4 separate regions of the Mus musculus genome follow, and regions 1, 2 and 4 are each linked to region 3. A link is a contact called in public promoter capture Hi-C data. All regions are on one chromosome and are shown on one strand. The core of a region is the stretch at or near the end of the contact, and the rest is flanking DNA. Distances in the headings are between cores, read along the strand shown.

Region 1 (4,541 bases), core at 1,398-3,897, 1.1 Mb before region 3:
AAGACCCTGCTTTCTCTCTGCCTGTTCTGTCTCTATGATAATCCTAGGTTGTTTTCATGTTACTTCTCAATATCTTTCAAGGTTGAAATACCAACAGGTATTCTGGTGGCTCAAACAATCAAGTTACAGCAGAAACCCCACAGATCTGTCCTGGCCCTGGCCACATAATAACAGCACTACTGAAGTAAGTCCAGTTGGGTGGATTCCACCCAGAAAGAGAGGAAGGCCAAGCCAGAAGAGAGTCAAGGCAGAGAACTTCATCCAGGACACAGGAGTTGGAATCGCTGTGGGCTGGCATTTCACAATATGCATGTCACTCAGTCATGTAACTAGAGAATAGAACTTACACCTCTGAGACTATTTCAAAGTCATCACTCTGAGGAGGCTTTATCCCAATTCCAGAAATATCTTGGCATTCAATCTTGGTGACAAATTATTTTGACTATATTTAGTCGTGGCAAGTTACTTTTTTTTTTCTTTCTGAGAATCAGCATTATTTTCAAATATAGACAGGTCATCCAAAAGCCAGAATAAGATGGGGAAATCAATACTATCCAGGTAGAAAACTAAAAGGTTGAACATAGTAAAATAAGTTGGAAATTCTCATGCAGATACAAAAATCAGTTTGAAAAGAGAACTTTATGCGACGCGGATAGCACTGTGTTATGAGCAAGTTTGACTACTGTGATAGCCTTCAAGGTCATCTGCTGTTGAGGCATGAATTTTGGAATCTCATTATTTACAATTCTTATGTAAAGAAGTCAGCAGTCAGGCGTTTCTAGGTTCTTGGTCTCTTAATCCAGAGAACTGAAAATAAGGCCTCACGCAGATTTGCAAAAAAATCACACAATAACTTAATTGAAATGAAGCAATAACAGACTAGAAAAAGATATAGGTTGACAGTAGGCTACACGAAGAGTACTGAGGGATGAAATTATTGTTCGGGATTTCCTTTCCGAGAGTTCAAGAAAATTTGGTTGATAAGGGTTGTAATATGAGAGCTTTTCTTTTTCCTGGTAGATTAGGGCCTGCATTCACTGTTTTCATCTGTGCAGGTTCCTGTCTGTAGTGCACCTGACATTAATTAGACACACAGTCAACTATGCATAGGCAAAGTCCGGGAATATGGCATTCTCCCTAAAACGCTGAGGATACACTCTTGCCTTACTGTGTACACACCAAACTAAACCCTTGCATCAGATATATTGGGACTGTCTCTAAGTAGAAATGGCTAATCTTGATTGTTGTTAGGAGAGGATAAATGTATCTCTTCTCCAAGAGGGGAAGGCAGGGGACTGATGGGGATCTTGGCTTGTTTGTTCTTGGTTGGGGAAAGGTACCTATATTTTCCCCCTCACCAATCATCTCTGCCCGTAAGCCTCTTCTGGGGATGAGCAAATTCTCCAGTTTAGAAATAGAGGCAGCTTGAAAGATTTGGGGAATTATGAATTGCAGGTTTGGTTATATAAGGTTTTTCCTTTATTACATAAAAATTTAAATACTTCAGGATTAATAAAATTTCACAGTAAACTTGGGAGTTCATCTATCTAGTCCAAATTACTTTGTAAACTTTATTAGTTAATAAGGTGTAGAATAAATCAACGTAAACTCATTAACACTGGGCAGAAGCATAGCTTCTCCCAAGAAAGTTTCATGTCATGAAGATGGCATCTATGTGGATGTAGGTAAGTGAAGAAGGCACTGTCCCATAAAGAGACAACCGCAGATGGCAGCAAGAACCCTTAGTGTGTTGTTTAGCACATCTTAAGCCTAACCTCACCCCACAGATAGGCAAACTGAGTCTCATGGGAGGAAGATGGATTTTTGTCACTGGGAATAACTTGAAAGGCTCTTCTGACTCCAAGTTCAGTGCTCTTCCCACTTTCACTGGCTGCATTTTAAAATTCATAACTCTGAATGAGTCAGGGACCAAGGAGGGAATGCTGATTTCAAAGTCCTTCCAAGAACAAGAGCACTCGTGTTATTCTTATCTACAAAGATAAGAATTCCTTCATCAAACTTCCTTTTGCTTTTGTTTACAGCTTCCTAGCCCGGAGACATAAAAATAATTGACTATCAATCCGACCTAATAACCCTAAAATCAGCAACTTGATCTTGAATGAATGAAGCGAGACACCGCCGAGACGCTCTGCCACGCCTCAATTGTGTTGTTCCCGCGGTCTACCTGGGGCAGCCCAGTGCAGAGGAGGCTTGGCTCTCAGGCCAGCCCAGAGCAGCACGCGGGGCCCAGCAGAAGTGCCAGGCATTCGCGAAAGCCCGCCCGCCAGGAAGCAACTGGCTACCAAAGCGCCACGCGCTCAGGGATGCTGGATCCCGCCCAGGCGCTTCCCCATCTGGGAGTCCAAACGCAACCCAACCAAGGCTGTCCACCTCGCGGCACGCGCAAACCCACCTTCACCAGCAACAGGGCGTGGTCACGGGGCGCGCGCACGCGTGGAACCAATAGGCTAGCCGCGCCAAATGGAAGGGATTGTCTGACCTCCGTGACGTCACAAAACTGGCGGGGAGCGCGCCCTCTTCCGCCCCCCGCCCCTCTGGCCCTCCGGGTCCCGCCCACCCGCCATTGCGCAGCCAATCAGAAGGCGAAGAGCTCAAGAGCGCCTGTGGGGGCGGGGCAGGGTGGAGGCCGGGCGAGGCAGGGGCGCGGAGTGGGCTGGCCTGGGCCGAGCTGCAGCGCGCCGGGGTGCTGCGTGGTGCTGAGTGAGGGAAGGACGCGCACGGAGGGGTGCGGCCGCCACCCGGGGCAGACCGCAGCGGGTGCTCGACTGTGCCCGGTTGGTATCCTCGTCCACCGCTGCCGAGTCGTGAGGGGGCGTCAGGGCGGTGAAGTGGAGGGCGCGCGTGGGGAGCGGCCGCGGGTGGAGGGCCGGGTGCGCGCGGAGCCTCGGTCGCGAGGAGCTGCCGCGGGTCCCGGGCGGCACCCGGCTGTCAGCGCGCGGGGCGCCCGCTGTGGCCCGGGCGTGTCTGCCTCGGCTCCCCGCTGACACGCTTGGCCCCGCGTGGCGGAGCCGGCTGCCCACGGCGGGCTGTGCCTGGAGCTCTGCGGAAGCGGGCGCGGCGTGGGGCCGGGCGGGCCTGAAGATGCTGAGTGCTTGTGGGCTCGGTGCGCTGGCTGCATGGAGCGGCGGCGGTGCGCCTGTCCGGGCTCCTGGAGTTGCCCGCCGGGGGCTGTGATGCCGCCTCGCCTGCCGGGTGGGTTTGTTTGGTTTCTTCTTCTCCCCTCCCCTTTCTCCCCCCTCCATTCTCTCCTCCCCTCCCAGCCCATTCACTGGGCTGCTGCGAGACCTCGCCCCTCCTCCGCTCCCGCCTCCCCGCCGCCGCCTCCTCTAATGAGCATCTCTGCTTTGCTTTCAATGGGCCGCTGCTGCTGTCGCTGCTGCTGTCCGCGCGGGTTGTGGATGTTGTCGGCTCCGTGTTGTGATGACAGGAGAATGTGTGTGTGTCCCGGGCCCAGACGAATTGGTAGGTATTCACATAACTACCTGTGTTGGGTACCCAGGGAAGGATGGTGACTGATTTTGTGTATGAATGGATGGCTCTAGGGGTCCTCATGGAATTAAAGGGTGAGATAAGGAAAAGGAGACAAAGGCGCTCTGGACCAGATTTTATTTTTATTTTTATTTTTTGATAGCTTAAGTGTGATATTCTGGGACACACGAAACTGACCAAACAAGTGCTGGTTTGGTTCTTTGTGTTTTAAGGATAATGGCTTTTCTTCATTCTTGTAGACACTGAACTTGAGCTGTGAAATGGCTAGGCGTTTCCAGAAAATGCTGAAAAATTACAAATCTTAATGCAGGGCGTTTAATGCAATCAGATTACATAAACGGAGGTTCTGATACGTGTAATGAAAAGTGTAGTATTTATTTTCATTTGCGTTAGAATCTTTGCAAGACCGAGAAGCTCCAGAGTAGGCGCACCAGTAGCATTTTTCTAATCGATTTGGTCCATGGGTTTATTGATTAAGTGGAATAAAATCTTGACACAGGCTTTGCCCAGCACACCACAAAGAATGGATGGGGCTCTTTCTGTTTCTGGTTCCGGCGCGCGCACCTTTTTATTACTCATTGGCAACATCAGCCAAATCTGCCCAAGACTGATACGTACAATGTTGCCAAGTGTGGGCCATGATGGTGTATGAACTTTAAAAAATAAATAAATAAAAAGAAAGTGAGATTGCTCAAGTTAACCAACAGCTACTTTGAAATTCTTATTGCCTAATCAGGAGGCTTCTATTTTGTTAATTTAGCAAGTTTATCAGCACAGAGTGTTGTTTTTTTTTTTGTTGAATTACAGGGTGTTTAGAAGGATATTAAGAATTTTCATCTTCCTTATACATCATGTCAGAAGCATTTAATAGTGTATTGACTTGTAGCTGTCTCTGGTCGGATGGAAATACTATATAATTGGTACTGACCTGGTAGAATGCTTATTAGTTATAGAGCAGGTTTCCATGAACTCAGCTTCCCTAAGAATATGCCTTTTGAAAGCATGTTAAGAGATGAAGAATTGGAATGCAA
Region 2 (4,620 bases), core at 101-2,600, 1.3 Mb before region 3:
GGTACTGGGAATGCTTCATCTGCATGAAGAGGAATTCCAGGTGCTTAAGCCTGTAATGTAGCCACCAGGCTATGTGACTACCTCAATGGTGGTAGAGGTGTGGGTCACAAGGATACATGCACTACCATGGCATGCAGGCCCAGAACAAGGAGGGAGCAATTCTTACTCCTACTGGTCTTAAGATGAGCTTTTAGGGGGTGGGGTTGGACACATCTGGCTCCCTACCTCCCAATTGCAGAACTTATTTGCTCAGCACCATAGCATTTAGTGAAATTATACTGCTAGTAACAGACTCGCCACCTGGAAAGGCAGGAAAGAACCTAGCTGAACAGAACCAAAGAAGAACCATCTGTGTCGTTTACAGAATCCTAAACTGACTAGTGGAGTTGTGGAAGCCACTAGGCCTTATAATTTGTTTATACAACGAAACCTGACACGGTAGCACATTTCTGGGCTGTGTTATATGTGTTTGACTGTTTGGCTAGCTTTATCATTCCACCAAGGCTGTGAGCACTGTAAGAGCAAAGACTTTATTCTCAGAAATTATGGGCATTTGAGAAGTAGACAAAGCTTGAAGTTGGACCCCAAGTTCACTCGGAAGAGAAGACTCCCTCTCAGAAGCTAGAGGAAGGCTCTGGGTTATCTGTGACTCTTCCAATTGGGGAACCTTCATTCAGGCCCATACCTCGACTGGGTCTAACAATCTTTTTCACAAAGTAGAAACTCAGTTACCTGCAAGAGGGGGAACAGATGGCATTAAAGACCAGTAAAGATGAGGGAGTAAGCACTGGTGTGCTTTTTTTTCTGTTTCTGTTTTGTTGTTACTGTTCTTATTTTTATTGTTGTTATTGTTGTTTGTTTGTTTCTGTTTGGTTAATTTGACCAAAGTTAGAGTTACCCGAGAAGAGGGAACATTCAGAAAATGTCCCTATCAGATTGACCTGTAGGCTGTTTTCTTGATTGATGATTGACATGGAAGGGTAGACAGTATTGCCCCTGTGCAAGAGGTCCTGGGGTATATAAGAAAGTCAATCAAATAGGCCAGCCAGCAGTGTTGCTACATGGCCTCTGCTTCAATTCCTGCCTCCAGGTTCCTGCCCTGAGTTCCTTAAAGAACTGTGACTTGGGATATGTCAGCCAAAGAAATCCTTTCCTCCTCAACTTGATTTTTGTCGGGGTCTCATCACAGCTATAGAAATCTAACTTATAGAGCGGTTCTTTTCCAAAGGCAGCTTCCACGAGCCCACACGTTGTCTCATTCAACAGAGAAGCACAGGGACAAGCTTCGCATTAAGTCTGAACCCCGTTCACCTTTATTTTCCTGTACCCCTTCCGGTTGCTGGTGGGTTGGTTTTCCTCCTTCGCTCCCAGAAGCCTGGGAGGGCTAGAGAGCTGCAGGAGCTGAAGGAGGATGCTTGGTGTTCCCTCTGCCCCATGCCCTCTGGTCTCCCTTGCCCTGCTCTTGACCGCCGGGGCGCGCGCCGCGTCGCCACGGAAACGCCGGGCAGGCGGGGCGGCGCGCACTGCGCGCTCTCAGCTCCCGGTAGAAGTGGCGGCGTCGCCTGCTCCCGCGCGCCCTGGCGGCCCGGAGCCGCGCTCGTTGGGCTCCCATCCTGGGTCCCGGGCGGCGGGAAAGGCAAGATGTTGAGGCGCAATCTGGATGAGCGGTAACCGCCGGGGCCTCGTCGTGCAGGCTGCCCGAAGGAAAGGGCCGGGTGGGAGAGAGGAGCCGGGCCGAGGGCCTGGAAGCCGGTTGGGGCGGGAGGAGGCCGCACGGTCCCCGTGGCGCTCTGCAGTCCGTCCACCCGGATGAGGCGAGTGCCGGGCCGAGAGAGTCTCCCGGCCGATCGGTCCCCCTGAGCTGGGCCGGGCCCTGCCGCGGTACAGAGCCCGGGAGGCCGCAGGTGCCCAGGCCGCAGCAGCGCCGCCCCTTCTCGGCCCACCAGGCCCGGGCCCTTTCCCGGGCCTGCAAGGTTCTAGGCAGGACCAGAGCCTGCGTGAGGTCCTAGAGAAGGCGCGGGCCTCTGGAAGAGTTGGGAATGTTGCCCTTCAGGGCTTTAGGGAGGCCCGGGAATGTTTGCACGTAAAATTAACGGGGCACCTTCTTACTGTTTTAAGAACAGTGTTCTGTGTCTCCTTTTTCTAGAGATGCTCAAACAAAACAACTGCAGGATGCTGTCACAAATGTGGAGAAGCATTTTGGAGAGCTTTGCCAAATCTTTGCTGCTTATGTACGGAAAACTGCCAGGCTTCGAGACAAAGCCGACCTCCTAGTGAACGAAATCAACCTGTATGCCTCTACCGAGACACCAAATTTAAAGCAGGGTCTGAAAGACTTTGCTGATGAGTTTGCCAAACTTCAAGATTATCGCCAGGCAGAGGTATGAAGTGAGGTTCTGGTGTCATAGCCAAATTCCTACAAAGTGTGTAAAAATTGTGGACTTTTCGTTGTAACCTACCCAGCAGTGGTGAATGTACCCTTGATAAATGCCTTTCCTGTCTGTAACAGTGTGGGTTCGCTATATGGAACCTTTCTGTGACCTGATAGCTTTCAAACTAAACGTCAGGTGTGGTTGAAGTCTGAGTTTACCACTGCATTTGCCAACAGGGTAACAGGGAACATGCATCCAGAAAAGGTAACCTATATAGCAGTCGTGCAGAAGAAAAGCACCTGTATGGCCTGTGTGGGCCAAGTGCGTTTTAAAGAATGACTAGAAATGGAAATGCTGAAAATGACAAAATCACAAAGTACTAATAAATGGGCTACACGTTGCTGATTTTCCCATGGTTTGAAAGTCGAACGAAATCGGAAAGCTATGATTTATAACACAAGTGATACAGCTGAGAGGCTGGCTGTGTGTTTGCTTTGAGTGACCAGAGCTTTGCTCTTGGGAGATCTTTCTAAAATACAGTCTTTTCTTAATACTGCATAAGCGTTTTCACTTACTTCTTATAGGTACCAGTTAACATAGTTGGCTCGTTCAAATTCCATTGCTTTTTTTTTTACTTTTGTAACAAGCCCCATTGATCTTTCTTATGCTTAAAGCCTAAAACAAATTTTCACTTACTGAAAATTAAAAAGAGAAATAATCTATGAAGTTATCATCATCATGTATATAAAACTCGAATACTAATCCCCTGGGGATAACTATAAGAAAAATGTTGAGTTCTTGGCATACATTTCTTCTATAACAAGAAATACTCAGTTATACATGGTAACTGGAGATGTAATGTTTCAGAAATAGTTTTTATTCACAGATAATCCTAAAGTCCTATTTTACCAATAAGTTCCCCTTTCTAGAAAAATTTTATGCTAGTTATCAAATAGCAAAGTGGATTGATTTGCGTTTGCTCTGCTCTGTTTCCCTGCTTACCAAATGGTGGAGATGCTAATGAACATGGCAAAGGTAGGCAAGGGAAAGACAAGGGAAGCTGTTAGGACAGACACGGATAGACCTCACAGTGTGTGGTAGTAGAGCTGGTGGACATTAGACTGGCCCGAGGAGTCATAACATTGATCTTAAAATTCTGAAATTTAAATGATTATTTTTTACATTTTCCAAAACTCTTTTAAAGTGAAACATCCATATGACATCATTTCCAAACACTAAAGAACTAACATGAAATGAAATGAAATGAAATGAAATGATTAGGTAAACATTTACCATTGTAAAAAGCATTTTATTTGCTGTAAAATGTTTGTTTTAAGCAATAGATGTCATTTGCTTGCCCACCCTGGCAAAGTCTCAGTGCCTCATCATTTTCTTGTTATATGTATTGGTATAACATTTTTCCTTCAGTTCCTTTTACTAGTGTTATTAAAAGAATTGCTATTACTTTGTGATGAAAATTTAATGAGTTTGAGAAACTATTTAATTATAGATAAAAAGAGATCAGGTGTACAGTTTGGCAGATCAGCAACACTAAGCCCATTTATCTTGTTCTCTGGGCTTTGATACATTATAAGTGACTGTTTAAAACAATTCGGCTAATACAATAATTCCTAAGCTGTTTGCTCTTTAGGGTTGTGTTCCTTTAAATGTTCCTAACAACACTGTATTTTTCAGCTTTTAATTTTTCTGGGCAGTTAAGCTATATGGATTAGGGGTCCATGTCTGTAATGTCTGACAGGGTGTGCTTGAGCACATAGCAATAGCAGCTGCACTCCTTAAACCTCCTGAAAGCTGTAACTACACTGCAACTTAAGATTTCAAAACTGCTTATCTATATTGTATTGATCTCAGATTAAACAGCATAGATCTTTATTTCAGGATTTAAATTTTGGTATTTCTATGTTTCTTTTCAGTTATATTTTATATAATTTTCAATAGGTTGAAAGACTTGAAGCCAAAGTAGTTGAACCTTTGAAAGCTTATGGGACCATTGTAAAGATGAAGCGAGTAAGTCAGCCCATTTTCTTATCCACTTGGTATTATGGAAAAGGTATGAGGTTTTGTCTTTTTCATAACAAATAAAAATTAACATACAGTTATTCTTTTTATATCCTTTGAAAAAGATTTTCTTAGATCTTTAAAAATAATGAACCATTCTTACCAAGCTTGCTGAGTTTATTAATATTCTATCTAGCAATAAAAATCATTATTGTGGAAATATTTAAAA
Region 3 (4,418 bases), core at 495-2,994:
TTTTTTTTTGGTTTACTTTTTGAGACAGGATTTCTCTGTGTAGCCTTGGCTATCCTGGAACTTACTCTGTAGACCAGGCTGGCCTTGAGACAGATGAATTACTAAGAAGATGATGATGAGTATTATTTAGTTGAAACCTGGTCTTACTAAATTACCCAGCTGAGCCTCAAACTCATTCTTAGACCAACGCTATCAGGCCACCTAGATTTGGTGAATGAAGAGAGAACACCATTCACCTCATTGGGCGATAGGGGTAACCCATATCGGGGACTTAGCACAGAGAGAAGTAAACATTAGCAATTATTATCACAGCTATCATCTAGAGATGGTAAGTTAAGCCATGCAACCAGCAGGTGGTCTGTTCATAAACTCACAAATGATTTCCTTTGGCTTAGTGTAAAACTTCAGTGATGGCATTCCATACCAGAAAGGAACTGTATTTAAAACTTGGCTTAGGGTATTTGCTGTTGTTTTTTGCACAACTTCTAATCATTGTCCCTGATAAAAAGTTTAACACAAGTGATAACAGTTGTGATTCACTTTAGGCATTATAAATGTGCTAAGGTGGGGGCAGGGAGAGGAGGGTGTGGGTGGAGTCTGGTAGTCAGACACAGGCAGGAAAGATCACATGGCTGGGGAGAAGCCACAGAAATGGCCATCCTTTCAGTGTGGAGACAGTCTAAGCTTCTTTATGTTGGTTCCAAGATGAAAAGGCCTGACAAATTCTCTCCAACCACAAAGGAACAAAACCAAGCCAAACACAAAGCAAACACTGCAAAGTAATACCTTATACATTAATGGAAGAAACACCAGCCTTTCCCCCAATGGTCTAGGCAAGCGGCAGGTCCTAGCAGGAGTTATTACTGAGCCTAAGATCTCACTTTAAAGGATAATGCAACGACGCCTGCTTTTTATTGTTGTTGTTCAAATCCCCAAAGATTTAAGTGTCTTTAAACTTCGACCTGGATATAATAGGACATTTGCTGGGTCCCTTAACTTTGGAGACACGGGGAATGGCAGGCAACTGGGCAATTTATTTAATTCAGATATTTGCAATGGATACTCTTAATAATTAAATATACTCTCATCTAACTCCTCGAGCTTAAACAAATCAGACAATAAAATGGTCTTCTAACAGCTGGCCTACCGGTTCCCTAAGGGTTGCCTGGTAACGGCGTGAGAGGCACGACATTTGCAGTCAGGGCCCCTCGCCGATGAGAACGCTGTGGGTCTGGTCAGCGTGGCCCTGTCGTGTCTCAGGGGAGGGACACCCCGATCCACGTCAGGTTAGGGCTGTCAGGTAGGGTCTCAGCTCCCTCAGGCTCGCCCAGGGGCGGGGTCTGAGCCGTGACCCGAGGGCCGTCGAGGGCTAGGACAGTAGCCCAGGCCGCGGGGGCGCGCGGCGGCGGAGGCCGGCTTAGGCGCCCCGAGCAGGGCTGTAGCAGAACCGTCCACCCGCCTGCGTTAACCTGAGAGTTTCTTTCTCCTGGGCTCCGTTCCGGTCGCCGCTGTGCGAGCCGCCGCCGCCGTCGCCTTTGGGCCGCTCACCCAGGTCCAGCCTCAAGGGGTCGAGTCTGCAGAACTTGGTCTCGACTTCATCCAGAAGTTCGTCCAGGTCCTTCGCCATCTTGAACAGACGCGTCTTTCTCTCCCGAGCCTCGCTGGCCGGTGGTTTCCACGGCAACGCGAGAAACCGACGCGCCCGGGAGCGGGTTCCCCACAACCTTCCGCGCCTGCGCAAACCTCCGGGCGACTCGGGGGGCGCGCGCGCTGCCGCGGCGCTGACGGGCGCGCACTCGCGGTGGCAGGGGGTCCCGAGGCCCGGGGACCCGCTGAGGCCGGCCGCCGCGGATGTTGTCGGTGGGTCCTGCGTGCCCGGAGCGCTTCCCTTGCCGTCCACGCAGCCTGTGGGCCCGCTTTGCCCTTCACCTCTCCCGCTCCGCTCCGGCGCCTGATCACAAACAGTCTCTCTTTCCACCCCAACAGCCTCTCTTTCCACCCCGTGGCGACCCCTGGTCGCTTTGGCAGGCTGTATGTTTCATCGGGGAATCTGCAGATCCAAAATTATTCATTCGGTGGCAAAAAACATTCCCTTCCGTAGTCGGCAGGATTCGAACCTGCGCGGGGAGACCCCAATGGATTTCTAGTCCATCGCCTTAACCACTCGGCCACGACTACTGGTGATGCTAATTTTGGCAGGAAGATTCTATGTAGACTCTGCATTGGAAACTTATGCCGCACTCAAGCTGGCTTGGATCGGAGTGAAAAAGCTTAAGCACATTCGAACATTGTGCTTTGAAGAATTCTGCCCCTCTTTTCTGTGACATAAAAGTGTTGGAGCTGAGTCTTCAAAGCTAGAGTGGGGGGTGGGGGGGGGGGTGCGGTCGAGAGGAGAAAGGGAGGGAGAGAAGCGAGAGAGGGGCCCCGGCTACTTTCTTATTGATAGAGGCATTTGCAGTAGAGAGACTGGAATTGCAGGACCTCTGGCCAGCCTCCCAGCTTCCCCGCACACTTCTAGTTTTCCTTTGACAAGCAGCTCCTAGACCGTTTTTCTCTCATTACCAATAAAATAGTGATTCCTATCAATTTATGAATCGCAAGACTGTCTCACCAGGATATGAAGCACTACTTTGAAAAAGAATATAAACCACGGTGCAAAACCCAAAACAAAATAAAGCAAAACAAACAAAACAAGCCCCCACAGTATTTTCAATTCTTATGGTTTGAGCAGGCAGTCATATCTATATAGCCTGGGCTAGCCTTAGAACTTGAGGTCTCTCCTACCTCAGCCTCCCTGGAGTCGGTTTGTAACACAGACCTAGATCACAGCACCGCTTCATGAACATAGCGAGCACATTGCATTTCTAAAGTTGTATTAGCCAAGAAGTCGGCACTCTGAGTTCGGCAGACATCTGAGCCAGGTGATTTGTTAGTTTCATTTACTTAATTCGTTCAAAATAGTTTTAAATTTCCCGAGGAGCAACATGTAACGGTGCGCAATATAAAAATGGTAGGTAACAGCTCACCAGAAGCCTTTGGAAGGATGATGGTTTTTTTTTTTTTTTTTTTTTTTTTTTTTTTTTTTTTTTGGCGGCCTATTGTTGAGTGCAACCATTACTTAAAATGTAATGTTATAGTAAAACAAAGGTAATGTCTGGCAAACTCTAGCTGTTTCTCTGCGTGGCCTTGCTGCTGTCGAGCCTGTTTACATCATAAAATTTGTAAGAACTGTGAGTTTGTTTTTTTTTTTTTTTTCTTCTGAGGTTAGACCTAGCAGTCTTTTTTCACAAGGCTTTCAGAATCAACCTGTGGTCATTGCTTCCCGTTTCATGCTCCCAGGGGCCTGGGAGCTGGTTGGAGCTGTCGCCAGTTTTTCATATACTCCATGCCCATGGCATTTCTATTCCATGCTTGTTGGTTGTCCTGACCGCACTTTCTTGATTGCTCTACTCTCCCTTTTTTCTCTTTTCTTACTCAGTCACATGAAGGAAACGTCTAATCTGCCATTTTACCTTGGGAATCTTTTTTTTTTTTTTAATTGAAGACAAGCCTTTCTAAAGATACATTTGTATTAGTTTTAATGCGCGTGTATGTATATGCATGTGTATGGCTGTGTGTGAGTATGTACATGTATGTTCAGGTGACTGGAGCTGGAGCTATAGGCGGTGGTGAGCTGCATGGTGTGCGGCGGCTTTGCAGGAACAGCCTCTACTTTGGATGTCTTCTCATCAATTTTATAATACTTAAAAAAAGAGAACAAGATGTTTTGTCCTAAGATTGTACCTGGAACCGACTCCAGTACAAACACAGGAAGAAGCCACTTGAAAGGTTGCCCTTGGGGCTGCTGAGATGGCTCAGCTGCAGGGAACTCTTGATGCTCGTCACAAGACCTAGGCTTGATTCCCAGCCCACATCTCCAGTGGCTCACAACTGCCTGTCACTCCAGATCCAGGAGGATCCAACATCTTCTGACTTTCACAGGTGCTCCTGTGTGTGTGGAAATTAAAAAACATTTTAAAAGGTTACTCTTGCAATTTGCTTGTACGGCAAGTAATAAATAGTTGCTCTCCAGTTGATAGGGCTAAATTAAGGATTTGTGAATCCTTGTCCCAAAGTTTTGAAAACATTCTGAGTTTCAGATATTTCATAAAGGAGAATAGGCAAGTGTCTCGAATAATCTAACATGGTGAAAGGAGTATGCCATATTTCATTATATGTACTTAGTATTCCAAAGATGTTTTAAAAGGTTTTTATGTTTTGAGAATTTTTTTATTGCATGAATTCTTGTTGCCTTGCAACTTCACATTCTTTCTTTTTCTTAAAAAACAAAGTTGGCTGGGCAGTGGTGGCGTATGCCTGTAATCCCAGCACTTGGGAGGCAGAGGCAGGCGAATTTCTGAGTTCGAGGCCATCCTGGT
Region 4 (4,146 bases), core at 625-3,124, 1.2 Mb before region 3:
ACTGGCTCCCAACCTCACCGCGCCGCTCTGCGCACCTCCAGCCCGAGAAAACCGGCCTTTCCCGCGCCGCTACCAACGTGGACATGGCAAAGAAAAGAAATACCTAGGCGCTGCTCCGAGATTTTCGCTGTCAAGATCCCAGGAAGCTCACTCGCCGCCACACGGAGGCTGACAGGAGGAAGTCGGGGGTCAGCGAGCGCCGCCCTAACCGCACCAGCCGCGCTCGCCCCCCGCCCAGCACGCCCGTGCTTCCGGCTCTCACCCCCTCCCTTGCCCCATGCCCGGCATCCTGAGAAGTGCTTCGCACCGGGCAGTCACCACACACCACACAAACGGAGAAGGGACGCTCCTCGACGCCGCAGTCTCCGCACGGCCTACCAGGCCCAACACGGCCGGAAGAAAATGGAGACCACACTCCCCTCCGGTCCGGACAAACCGATGCACCGTCTCTCTGCTCATGCGCAATCCAGGCCCAACCAGCCACCCCTTGGCGCTCTGAACGCGCGTGCGCAGACGTACTGCTTCGGTTACAGTGATTGGCGGGTGTGAGTGAGGAAGGCTGTTCTCTGCAGTGTAGTATGGTTTTGTGCATGCTCTATTTCTAGGCAATCTGTGAGCCCCTGACCCACCCCTGAAAACTTCCACTGGGGGGCGGGGATGTGAGGCAATTGTAAAATATACAAATCAAAAAGGTTTCTTTTTTTTCTTTTCATCATAATGAACCGCTTTGGAAGTGGAAAGCTGCAGAGTTTTCCATCCTCTCCTGTGATTTCTGTTAAACCTGAGAAAAACAGGGCAGTTGCATAGGCAGATAAAAGCAAGCTGTATTTACAACAGGCCTTCGGGCTGCCTTACCTAAAGTATGTATTACAGAAAGCATCCCTTCAACCTTTTATTACTGTGCTGTTAGGTGTATGTGACAATTCCCAACAATCACACTATGTGGCAGTTCTCCAGTCGGGGGTTTATTGGGATGGGAAATAGAGTTATCCTCTGGGAGAGGGAGGAGAACCAGGGACAGGGGAGAAAGGGAGAATGAGGCTTTTATTAGGCATTGTTGCGCTAACAGTCTGCAAGGCTGTGCACTTTAATAGGCAATATTCATGTATATCCAAATTTGGTTCTCAAACCAAGTGAGATGAGGTGTATATGTAGGGTGCTTTATGCACAATACAGAGAAAGTATGAAATCAAGATTCAGTAGGCAAGGTTTCTCCTAGACTTTTGTCATAAAGGTATTATATATAAAATCAATGAGGGTTTCTGTTTGTATTGCTTTGCTAAAACTCAAACTCAGGACTTGAAACAATCCCTACCCTTAGTGTTTTTTAAATAATGTAAAAACAAAGCCGGGCATGGTGGTGCACGCCTTTAATCCCAGCACTGTAGAGGCAGAGGCAGGCGGGATTTCTGAGTTCGTGGCTAGCCTGGCCTACAAAGTGAGTTCCAGGACAGCCAGGACTATACAGAGAAACCCTGTCTCGAAAATCAGAACAAAACAAACAAAAAAAGTAAAAACATAGGGCACCTCCTTTGTTGTCAAAATTAATCCCCTGGGTAAACTGTCATGTAGGTGTGATTGCCACTTTCATGAAACACTTTTAAGTGCTAAAACCATATATTTTCCATTGCTGTAGTAGTATTTCCTGACACGGTAAATTGACTGCGTCCCAGAGTTTTAAATACATTTTAAATAACCGCCCCTAATTTATTTAGCATATGTCTGATCCATTGTTTCCCGCGTGCGTGGTAACCTAGCAACCAGGCGTCGCAAGGTTGAGTTTTTTTTTTTTTTTTTTTTTTTTTTTCTGAACCCTGTTGTCCAATCAGCTCAGCGGACTCACCGAGGAGGCTGCTGGGGAGCTGGAGACTGCGGACCCAGGATATGGGTACCATGGTGACGCGTACAAGGCCTGTGGCGGCCATGGCGGTCAGATCTCGTTCTTCATCCCGGACTGGCACCGCCTACCTTCTCTTAGTTCTCTGCGAAGTCTCATGGGCACAAATCTTCTCCTTCCCTTTCCGGCGGCCTGAGACCTGCGACTTCAACCAGTACTTTGACATCTCGGCGCTCTCCTGTGCCCCCTGTGGCGCCAACCAGCGGCGGGATGCACTAGGTGAGGCGGTTTGGGGGTGGATGGACTCTGACCAAAATAAAGCACTCCTGACAGCCAGCACTCCAGACATTTTATTTGGAGAATGTTTCAGAAAATGCACAGCTATCAAACCTAAGAAAGGGTTTCCTGGGAGGATACGGCTGACACAATGAGATCAGTCACCCAGGCGCCACCACCCTACCCTCCTCCAGGAACTCATTCCCCGGAGTCAGTCTCTGGCAGGGAATCCTTAGGATGGCACCTGAAAGCCGCCTAAGAAAAGTAGAATAGAAATAGAAAAGAAATAACCTGAGGCGTCTAGTGAGGTACCCTGACAGGAAAGCAAGGGAAGAAATGTGAATTAGTAAACTCTTGTGACCATTAATTCTACTTCCAAATTCAAGATATTTAAAGCTGTTTGCAACTGTGACTATAATCAGATTTTGTAAGCAAAGGAAACTGAAACCGAGATGTTGTGACATCTGTGTGACATATACTGGAAACTAAGAGAACTCTTGTCTCTTCCTCACTTTCTTTTTTGTTTTTTGTTTTGTTTTGTTTTTCGACACAGGGTTTCTCTGTGTAGCCCTGGCTGTCCTGGAACTCTCACTTTGTAGGCCAGGCTGGCCTCGAACTCAGAAATCCGCCTGCCTCTGCCTCCTGAGTGCTGGGATTAAAGGCGTGGGCCAGGACACCTGGCTTCCCTCACTTTCTACCTCTGCATTCCCAGCGCGTGGCTTTGCATCTGTGGTTACATATTCCCTTAGGACCTGTCCCTTTTATTGTTGATGACTTCTGTTTGCTCACATTGTCCTTTTAGACTTAATTGCATCGATTGGTCTAGTTCTCCCTTAACTACTCAGAATGAGTCTTTTCCTATTTACTGAAGTCTAAAATGCTGTGAATCTCAGACTGGTTAACTCTCCTGCTTTAGGCCTGGTAGAGTCTCACTTAAGGCAGTGCGGATCACTGTGTCAGAAGATGGAGTGTGAAGAGCAAACGTGTTCTGCATTGTATTGCTTTCATGACAATGAATGAAGACGTGTGTGTTGTACATAGACTCCTACAGGTGCTGGCTCTACTTAGTCCTTAGAGAATTCTTTCTTTAACTAGCTGAGTCTACTTGTAATTACAAACAACATTTATTTTCTTTCTAGAGAAAGAGTATTTGAATGAAAGCAATTTTCCAATAAGATATTGACAAAATTAAAACTCACTAAACACACATACATATGGTTTAGTGATGCAGAAATGTAATTCCTAGAGCAAGTAAGTAGTTTTCATAGTTCAATAATAATTGCAGTTTAAAAAGTAGCAACATGATGCCAGACATATTTCTAAACTTTGACCCTATTAGGTAGGTCCTGTTTTTTTCTCCATTTTACTAAACAAGAAGCCGAAGTATAGAATTCATTAACCCACTCAGTGTTTGCATGTATACGCACAGACCCATAGACACATATACATGCACAGACAGACAGACAGAGAGACAGACAGACAAAGACACCTGTTGTCTCTCATATAATGCCCAGTCTGGCCTCGCACTGTCTGTGAGCAGGGATACCCTTGAAGTACTGCCTGAACTTCCTGCCTCTTCCTCCTAAATACTGAGGTTACAGGTATACACCACCACTCCAAGCTTCAAAATCCTAAGAACTGTTAAGTTTGTGTCTTGGAGTTTTGTTTGCTAAGGACAATATCAGCTTTGTTTTTTTTTTTTTCTTTTTCTTTTCAGGAACTTCCTGTGTATGTCTACCAGGATATCATATGATCTCTAATAATGGAGGACCTTCTATTATTTGTAAAAAGTGTCCAGAAAACATGGTATGAATAATTTATTTTAAAATAACTTTTGAGAAAAAGTCATAAATGTCTATCTCTCAGACTTCAGTATAATTTCCCATTTGTTCACATACTTTAAACTTTTTTTGTTTTGGGTTTTTTGTTGTTGTTTTTTTGTTTTGCTTTTTTTGTTTTGTTTTTTTTTTTGTTTTTTTGTTTTTTTGTTTTTTTTTGGTTTTTTGAGACAGGGTTTCTCTGTGTAGCCTTGG

Evidence for each region. Promoter capture Hi-C pulls out the DNA fragments that hold promoters and counts their contacts.
Region 1: a contact with region 3 is called in a promoter capture Hi-C map of pre-B cells. The contact joins the promoter of Pdp1 here to the promoter of 2610301B20Rik in region 3. A contact is called at or near these places in 5 of 39 promoter capture datasets (the C10 cell line, liver and pre-B cells), 1 of 484 Hi-C or Micro-C datasets (CD4 T cells) and 1 of 115 datasets of contacts at active chromatin or transcription factors (large pre-B cells).
Region 2: a contact with region 3 is called in a promoter capture Hi-C map of hippocampal neurons, with 3 times the contacts expected there. The contact joins the promoter of Cibar1 here to the promoter of 2610301B20Rik in region 3. A contact is called at or near these places in 3 of 39 promoter capture datasets (hippocampal neurons and liver).
Region 4: a contact with region 3 is called in a promoter capture Hi-C map of liver, with 4 times the contacts expected there. The contact joins the promoter of Tmem67 here to the promoter of 2610301B20Rik in region 3. A contact is called at or near these places in 2 of 39 promoter capture datasets (both in liver), 2 of 115 datasets of contacts at active chromatin or transcription factors (large pre-B cells and neural progenitor cells) and 1 of 9 other capture datasets (liver).

What each region holds. Positions count from the first base shown.
Region 1 is chr4:11,964,556-11,969,096 of GRCm38.p6, reverse strand. It overlaps Pdp1 (pyruvate dehyrogenase phosphatase catalytic subunit 1), which reads left to right and starts at 2,647. Exons shown (of 3, transcript NM_001098230.1): 1 at 2,647-2,795; 2 at 3,449-3,483. The coding sequence starts at 3,453. 1700123M08Rik (RIKEN cDNA 1700123M08 gene) reads right to left here and starts at 2,523. Exons shown (of 5, transcript NR_040577.1): 1 at 2,414-2,523.
Region 2 is chr4:12,168,745-12,173,364 of GRCm38.p6, reverse strand. It overlaps Cibar1 (CBY1 interacting BAR domain containing 1), which reads left to right and starts at 1,350. Exons shown (of 9, transcript NM_026558.5): 1 at 1,350-1,667; 2 at 2,147-2,381; 3 at 4,332-4,400. The coding sequence starts at 1,435.
Region 3 is chr4:10,871,824-10,876,241 of GRCm38.p6, reverse strand. It overlaps 2610301B20Rik (RIKEN cDNA 2610301B20 gene), which reads right to left and starts at 1,744. Exons shown (of 6, transcript NM_026005.3): 1 at 1,470-1,744. The coding sequence starts at 1,627. n-TSaga9 (a tRNA gene) reads right to left here and starts at 2,178; the gene lies at 2,097-2,178.
Region 4 is chr4:12,085,685-12,089,830 of GRCm38.p6, reverse strand. Tmem67 (transmembrane protein 67) reads left to right here and starts at 1,874. Exons shown (of 28, transcript NM_177861.5): 1 at 1,874-2,116; 2 at 3,831-3,919. The coding sequence starts at 1,894. It overlaps Rbm12b2 (RNA binding motif protein 12 B2), which reads right to left and starts at 461. Exons shown (of 4, transcript NM_198957.2): 1 at 308-461; 2 at 104-168.